Regions from separate parts of the Capra hircus genome. Here region 2 is linked to region 1. Evidence: chromatin contacts called from public Hi-C data. All regions are on one chromosome and are shown on one strand. Each heading gives the region's core, a stretch centred on a gene start, on an enhancer-like site or on the middle of the called end of the contact. The rest is flanking DNA. Distances are from core to core; before and after follow the strand shown.

The links. Hi-C and Micro-C count contacts between places; a contact is called where the count stands out from the background.
Region 2: a Hi-C map of blood shows a contact between it and region 1, with 2.7 times the contacts expected there. The contact joins the enhancer-like site here to the promoter of ZNF217 in region 1. A contact is called at or near these places in 2 of 5 Hi-C or Micro-C datasets (both in blood).

The regions. Positions count from the first base shown.
Region 1 is chr13:80,680,067-80,684,520 of ARS1.2, forward strand. It overlaps ZNF217 (zinc finger protein 217), which reads right to left and starts at 1,400. Exons shown (of 8, transcript XM_018056877.1): 1 at 1,214-1,400. The coding sequence starts at 1,400.
Region 2 is chr13:80,738,310-80,742,492 of ARS1.2, forward strand. No RefSeq gene overlaps it. Among named protein-coding and RNA genes, the nearest start is that of ZNF217, 59 kb to the left of the region's middle. Within about 2 kb of position 1,687, at least 4 of the 5 cell types and tissues checked have an H3K27ac peak or open chromatin away from gene starts, as enhancers often do.

The DNA of each region.
Region 1 (4,454 bases), core at 150-2,649:
TATCAATCAATCAAGGCAGTCCATCCATCCCAGGAGGAGGAAGAGTACAGTACGGAACATTTTAAATGTACTTCTTGACAAATACAAAAGAAAAGGTGAAAGGCTTCCTTCAAGACCCCTACCTAGTGGCCAGACCCGGCAGGCAGCTGCTGTTACCCTGCCTTTTCTTTTGTTGAGCTTAATCTCATGTCAACTCATTCAACCAACTCAATAGCGATGAAGACATAATTGAATCAACCTGAACTAAATCAGACCTAGGGTTCTTAAAACATACAGCTTAATGTTCCCAAACGATCTAGAAAACTAGGCAACCAGCTAGCCTGCACAGGGCTCAGTCACAGGCCCCCAGACCTGCCAAAGGGTCACTGGACCCGCCATGTCTTCAAGAGACGATTAGGAATGTTCAAGCTCAACACTCCAAGGCCTACAGGCTGATCCAGAAAGATAAATTGAGGCTCAAGGAATTTCAAAGGGGAACCAGCGCACCAAAGCCTCACACTCTGAAGTAACTATTCTTTTCTTGGAAAACACAACAAAAAGAAAAGTTTACACTGCTCCAAATGTGAACAGACTACTTGGGGGCCCAGAAGTGGCCAGTGATGGCCTTTTCCTGCTCTTGGTACTAAGCCTTGCTCGAAAACTTCCCCTCCCCAACCCCGGCCCACCCCACCCCCACCCACCCGCCCAAGAATGCGGCTTCCCGTCCTCGGTGGCCCTACCCTGAATCCTAAAACGTGGGTTCCAACCCCGGACCTGGACATCTATCCCGACCCCGGGGAGCCGGTCCCGGCCTGTGCACCCCGCAGGCCAGGTCTGGCCCCTTCCGAGCAAGACCGCCCGGGCCTTCCCAAATCCAGCCTCCCGGAGCCCCCAGCAGCGCCCTCCCCTCTCGCCCCCTGCCCACCCCCTGGGGCTCGCCTTTTGGGGCCAAATCAAGAGTGAAGAGGGCTCTACATCTGAAACTGAGCAGTTTCGCCACTCAGCGCCTCCTGGCAGAAACTTCCCTTTTAAAAAAAAGAAAGAAACACTTTTAGGCTAACATTTCAATCCCTCCTGCCCTTTAGAGTTCCTAGTTCTGCTTCCAGCTGGCTTTTCGCGTCCCACTAGAATTGAGTGATACAGTCTTAAAACGTTTAAGGGTTACTTTTTTTAAGTTGCTTTTTTAAAAATCTTTTAAAATTAAAGGGGAAAAAAAAAAAATCGTATCACACACATCCAGGAAACGCGGCCCGGTGCACCGCCTGCTCTGGGATGGGCAAAAGCCCGGGACTCCCGGGGACCGGTCTGGGGGCGCCTGGGGGGCTGGCCGGGGTGCGCGCCCGGGTCGGCGGCGCGGCCAAGCCCCTCCCTCGGCCCGGTAGACGCGCCCTCCGCCGGCCCGTGCGCTCGGTCCCGGCCATTGTCTGCGGGGGACGCCTGTTAGGACACACTGTTTCGCCTATTCCCAACTTGCGCCGGCCCCTCCCGGGCCATCGCCGGGGACCCCGCGCCGGCCCGCCTCCCCCCGCTCGCCCGCCCCCCATGGCCGGGCAGGCCAGCGTGGGGACCCGCCGGGCGGAGCCACCCAACTTTTCATGGGAGACCCCCGCGGGGCCCCGGGCTCCCCCGCGCCCCCGGCCGTGCTGAGGTTCCCCCGGAGTGAGCGCGACGGCCACACCGGGGGTGCACACCCGGAGCTCCCCGGCACCGCGCCGGTGGGATCGCGCGCAGCCGGGCGGGGAGGGGGCGCCCGAGAGGGGCGGGGTGGGGGGCGGGCTCGGGGGCGCGGCGCCCCTTTACCTGCGGCGGCCGGGGTCCGCGGGAGCAGGGGCGGGGAGGCCGGGGCGGGGGCCACGGCGAGCCCCCCTCGGCCTTTTGTGCCGGCACCTCCGGGCCCCGCGCCCGCACGGGGTCCCCCGCCGGGCCGGAGCCCGCGGGCGAGACCGCCTGGGGACCCCGCACCGGGGAGCCCCCCGACCGAAGGCGGCGGCCCCCACCCCAGCCCACCCCCGCCCGGAGAATTTGGGGGCCGGGCTCACCTCGGGCGCGGGGCTAAGGTGAGCGGGGCGGGGGTGCTCACGGGGGGCCGAGGCGCGGGCGCCCCCTACTCGTCCGCGCGGGGACAGTGCAGGCGCGGGGGTCCCCAGGGCCGCAGGGCCGCGGCGCGTCCGGCGCACGGGGACTGTTGGGTCAGAAAGTGCTCGCGGAGCAGCTGTTGCGCCCGCCCTCGGCCCCGCGGCTCCGCGACGCCCCGCCCCGCCCCGCCGGCCGCCGGCCCCGCCCACCGGCCCGCCCCCGGGCCACGTGATGCGCGCGGCGCGCCCCCGCCCCGCCCCCCGGACGTGGGCGCGGGCGCGCTCCCGCGGGCCCCGCGCCGCCAGCGCACGCGCGCGCCCTTCGCCGCCCCGCCCCCCCGCTCCCGCCATCCGGCCTCACGCGGCCCGCGCGCCGGCGGTTCAGTGACAGGTACGCGGGGCGGGGGCCGCTAGGGCCGCGCGCAGGCGCAGTGCCGCCGCCCCGCCCCCGCAAGGTGTGCCCGGACGCCCGTCCGCGGCGCTGCCCCCGGCCAGGACGGGCCTTGACGCCCATCGCGGGGGGTCACGAGGCGGCTGGGCACGTTTCGTTCAGGTTTTCCTCAGGCACGGGAAAGGCCCATGAGATGAGGATTAAATGTCTCTCAAATGTGCTTCTGCACAAAACTATCTCTTAACTGTCACTTTTTCTGAAAGGGCTGAGCTTGCGCTGCTCCAACTTGAAATTTCTAAACTTGGCCTAGGTTCCAAGAATCATCTTGGCTTTGATAGAAATCCACATGGGTAAAATGAGACTTGAAGCTGGGGACCAAAAAAACAAAATAAGGCTTCTCCCTCCCCTTAACTGAAAGCGTTTCCCAACTATTCTTTTTATTTGTTCACACACACGCACAAAGGTTATGATTCCGAAGGCCAGGGATATTCCCACCCTCCACCCCCACCCCAGTTTACGTAAATCCCAAGGAGGAACCACAGAAGCAATATTCACATCCACCAAGTTCTCTGCCTCAAGATGCAAACGAATGCAAAAGTTAAAGCTATACAAGTCGCCACAAACGAATAGCTAAGTGGTTTTTTTTAAATTGACCTTCAGTGTATCCAAAATGGAAAAACTTAACACGTGTCAAGAAAGGCCCTTTAAGTATATATTTAATAAATCAGTACCCCCAAAAGCCCTACCTAAATGCTCCGCTGGTGAGCAATGCAATCCTTAATAAAATAGGAAATGGAATTTGAGACAATTACTTGCCAAAGGGGAAGAACTTGCCCGAGTGTGATGTTCTGCTGCCATTTTATATGTAACTGTTAACCCCACATATGGTCTGGTTAGTCTTTTTTTAAAAGGAAGTGAACCAATTACTTACTCATACTTAATTAACTAGCAGTGCCAGAAGTAGAGTCTTAAGCCAGAACTTTTTTTTCACTCGAGTCCACTGATATTGATCACTTCATCACTTCTCCTACTAGAGTTCCTTTTCTCAGGAAAGATGAATATCATTCTTTAAAATTTTTTTAAAGTCTTGATGGTCACATCCCAAAACACAGACACACACTCTTCCTAAACAAGAAACTTCATTTAACTTATCAAAACAAATGACTGGGCAGAACTACAAAACAAAGAAACACGAACAAGTGAAACCAAATTGAGTCTTCACCTAAGTGCAGCCTCACTCTCCATGTTAATGGATAACCTTTGAACTCTGAAACCTTGAATGCCGTAAACACAATAGCACCGATAGTTAAAACTCCGAGTGTCAAAGCGGAGCAAAAAGAAAAGCCCAAACATTTCAGCAGGGACAGGGAAGCAATCAAAATGTTTGACAAATAATCGTTTCACTAAGAACAGTGAGGCTCCCGGCTCTCAGACCTTGTTGCCACTAAATTATTTTCTGAGCAAAAAAAAAAAAATGGGGCTTTTCCCTATGCCCTCACAAAGCTGCTACTTTGTGAGCCTAATAGCATCATATGGTTTGTTAGTTACTGGTTTGTTAGTTACATCATATGGTTGTTAGTTACTCCCCCCTCCCCACACTCCGGCCTGGCCAAAACAACAACAACAACAACAAAACCTTATTATGTTGTGGCTTTTAAAGCTGAAAGATAATTGTATTAACTAAACTGTCCGCTAAGAGTTTTATAGGTGATCCTTATGTTTGAGCAAAGAATTACAAAGAACCTTGTTCCTGGAGACGTGCCAACAAAACTGGGAAGTCGTTGCAAAATTCTGCCAGTGTCTTGAGAGCTGGGTTGCAAACACGGACTGCGTTTTTAAATGGACACAGAGTGAGCTGAATGCGCCGTAAGGGCTTCTCGTGAGTCACATTCGTCCCTTATAAAAGGTGGAGACCCACACTTCGTATTTCCTTGGAAAGCATGTATGGTTAAAACAATAAAGAATGAAAACTCCAGAAGCAACAGGAGGACACTGGGAACACTCGGTTT
Region 2 (4,183 bases), core at 437-2,936, 59 kb after region 1:
TGGTTTATCCACTACAGAAGCTTCTAAAAGCTAAATTAAATTCTAAAAGAGCTCATTCTTAGATTAGAAATTGTATACACTTGAACCTGTCTTGTCTCCTAAGAACAGAGTAATTCCATGAGAAAAGGAACCAAGTTCCCCCACAGTTTTCTACAGTGGACACTGAACATATACTGGGGGGCTGCCGTCTACGGGGTCGCATAGAGTCAGACCCGACAAAGCGACTTAGCAGCAGCAGCAGCAGCCAGCAATCAGGTAAGGAAAAATAATACTTTTGGGTATAAATAGAATATCTGGAGTAATTTTGGCAATTCGTTTTTTTCCTTAGAAGTAGACTTTCAAGCCAAATGATGAATAACAGTGCCTAAATTTTTTAAAAGTCTGCTCTCTCCCTGTAATTAGATGTTTTTGTTCTTTTTAAAATTTCTTGACGTATAGTTGACTTATAATGTTGTATAAATTTCTGCTGCACAGCAAAGTGAGTTTTACACATATATTCTTTTTCATATTCTTTTCCAAAGTGGTTTATTATAGGATATTGGATACAGTTGCCTGGTTTTATGCTTGATGTTGTTTATATGTTGTTAATATCCCTCGTATTTCTCTTACTCATACCTGATGAACTGTCTTAATTTTATTGAACTTTGCAAAGAACCAGTGATTGATCTTTTTTTGGTCACAGGTCCTTGCTTTCAGGCTCACTAATCCCTCCTCCCATGTAGATTCATAGATAATATCCATACCTCTAAAATCTGGAAAGTTCAGAGCAAATTGAGACCAGCACTTGGTAGAGTGGAGACCAGGAAGCTAAAACTGGAAAATGCCCCACAGATGATTCCAACGCTAACAGAAACGTGGGTTTTTTGTTTGTTTGTTGTTTGCTTGGAAATTTTAGAAGAATGGTTTTTTTTACAAAAATGTATTCAGATTTTACTTGAATAATTAAAGATACAAATAAGAAAACTGCAAAGAGAACACCCCAGGCTTCCTTGACCATCTGCCGCATGCGGGGCTGACCTTCCAGGTCCCAGGAACAGAGAGCAGAGGGGTGAGTCGGCGGGGGTCTCCGAGGCGCCTGGCAGGAGGAAACGGCGCGGGGGGTGGGGTTTGCAGGGAGGTGGGGGCGACTCCCGCTGCTTTCTGAGGGCGCCTTGCTCTCATTTTCTGCCTCCCCCACCCACGGATTTCCCCAAAGTGTGCAGAGACGGTACGTCTTTTTAAGTCAGAGAGAGAGAGAGAGAGAGAGAGAGAGAGAGAGAAAGAAAGGGAGGGACCACGTGACTTTCTGGAACGCAGACTCACTTCTTGGTTTTGATCCTCACTGGCTCACTGGCTCCAAAATGTCTTGCCCGAGATCGGAAAAGGTCCTGCCCCCCTGGAAAGGCTCCCGTCTTCAGTTCACACGAACCGACCCTTTGATCCTCCCTCGTTTTGCTCTTAAGATTTGCTTCTCTTTCCAACCGAATAATCTGTCTCTCTCTCCTTCTGAGAAAAGCTTTCTAGAAGTGATTCCCCTTTGGAAGGGAAGACTGAAGTCCTCCGCGGGCGCATCCTTTCTGGAAGGGAGAGGGTGGAAAGAGACAGGCCACGGGCCGAGAGCGCTTTCGGAGTTCCTCTCCACGCACCCCGCCCTCCCGCCCCGAGTCTCGGCTTGAACCCCCGGCCGCTGGGAGGCATCGCGGCGCAGCGCGGTGGCTCGGGGCACCCCCTGCCCCCCGGGGAGCGCCCGGACTTCTGTCTTTGGAGCCTGGGCCCCCGTGAATGTGGAGGTGGGCAAAGCAGAAAGCAAGTCTGTTTGCTTCTGAGTAAAGCCGGCTTCCGTGGGAGAGAGACAGGCTCTGAGTTAGCAAGAATTCTGCTATTTATCCCGTCCTTGTCGCCTCGGATTTCAAGGCAGGAACTGCCCAAATCCAGGGTGCCCATTTCCCGGGGGCTCGGTTGCAGACTTCCGGGGTTTGTGGACTGGCCCCTTCCTCTTCTCTGCATCTTGCCGAAGGGGCCAGGTCACGGCGCCTGCCCCGCCGTGGCCAAAAGCACCGAGAACAGTTCAAGCCTCTCGGTGAGAAATGAGATGCTTGTACATGAAGTGACCTTTAATTGTGTCTGAGGAACTCATGTCAGATCAACATGTGGTCTCAGTTATTATGCAGAAGTTATTACATTTCAAGCTGTTTTGCGATCCTTTTCAGCATTTAAATGAAGTATTTTCTCTTTCATATGTTTGATGTGGCTCAAAGAAGTTTGGTTTTTCCCCCCCCTTTTCCTCATAGATTGTATTGTTTGATTAGATCTTTTTGTTAAGTCAGATCAAAGATGGCTTTTGTTTCTTTAGGAGAGATCTTTTCTTAAATCAGTAGAACAGATTCCACAGGAAAGACTCGTTTTATTTGAACGGTTTTGAAAAGGGAGAAGATTTCAATGGGTGTGAATAAACGTTTTTGCTTCTGTATTATGTTTATCTGTCAAACAGTTTGAAGAAAGCAAATACTTGGGAAGGGGTCGTCCCAGGTGGCGCTAGTGGTAAAGAGCCCGCTTGCCAATGCCGGTGACTCGAGAGATGCAGGCTGGATCCCTGGTCGCGAAGATTCCTTGGAGGAGAAAATGGCAACCCACTCCAGCATTCGGAGAATGCAAACTTGTGATTTCCTGTGGAAAGGCTTTTGGTCTTGGCTGGATAGATGCACCATTATAGAAAACAACCTACGTCCCGTGTGATCTGGGAACACCAGGGAGCTAGTGGTTCTGCCCTGCCTCTCCCTCCTTCTGCCCTTCATGTGGAGATGCCCACCTGGCGTGTCCTTCCCGTGTCTCTTATTCTTAAATTTTTAAGCTGTTATTTATTTCGCTGCACTGTGTCTTAGTTATGACATGCAGATCTTTGATCCTTGCTGTGGCGTGTGGGATCTAGCTCTGCGACCGGGGATCAAACCCTGGCTTCCTGCACGGGAGTGGGGAGTCTTAGCCACTGGACCCCCAGGGACGTGGAAGCCACTGGACCCTCCAGGCCTCTTTGCTGGACAGGCTTCTTCCTGTATTTAGAAAGGGGTTTAGAAAGCCTCTATGCCCCTGCAGCAACTCCATAGCCGTTGCTCTGTCAAGGGCCCTCCACCCTGTATTGAAACGCTGTTTCTTTCGGCTCTTCCTTACAGGCAGGAAGTGTGCCGTCCTCCTTTACCCGCCCCTCCCCTCACTTGCTGGAGCCCAACATCAGTGTGTCAGGCTGAAATGAACAAAGACAGAGATGTGGTCCCTATTTGCTTTGCTATGACAAAAGGGGACTGGGGGCTTACTGGGAGTGTTTGGCAGTCGTTAGTAAATGCCGTCTGTCTGATGTCACCAATGGCCCCTATGTCGCTGTTATAGTCACTGAGTTGTATTTGACTGTAGCCCGCCAGGCTCCTCTGTCCATGGGATTTCCCAGGCAAGGATACTGGAGTGGGTAGCCATTCCCTTATCCAGGGGGTCTTCCTGAGCCAGGGATCGAACCCCAGTTTCCTGCATAGCAGGCGGATGTCTTTACTGCTGAGCCACCAGGGAAGCCCATGGTGGATTCTCACATATAATACTAAGGTCTCAAATGATACGTATTATTCTTTTTAAAAACCATTTAATGGAGAGGGTAGCACTGGCTACCTGCACGATCTTGTGTGAAATAGGTAGCTAGTAGAAAGCTACTACAGAGCAGAGAGCACTCAGCACGTGCCCGGTGAAGACGTGCCTGGTGAAGGCCGAGAGGGCAGAGGGCGTGGGGCTGGGAAGGAGGCTCAGGAGGGGGCGACACAAGTGTGCCTGTGCTGACTCACGCTGATGACCGGCAGAAACCAACGCAACGCGGGAACGCGATTATCCTCCAATTAAAAAAAATTTTAATGAATTATTGCCGTCGTTATGTATTTATTTTGTTTTTCTCATTCAGCTGCACCACTGGGCGCATGGGGTCTTAGTTCCCTGATCTGGGATCAAGTCTGTGTCCCCTATGTCCGCAGTGTGGAGTCTCTACCCCGGACCACCAGGGAAGCCCCAAATAGCATCTACTGTGCTTACCACTGCGTCAGTTAATCTGTCTCTTCAGCTTACAGTGTCCACTCCATGAGGGCAGGGTCTTTACCTAGTTTTCTTCACTGCTGTGGCCCCAGCGTTCAGAACAATGCCTGAGACAGCAACAGCTCAAAATTATTTTGCT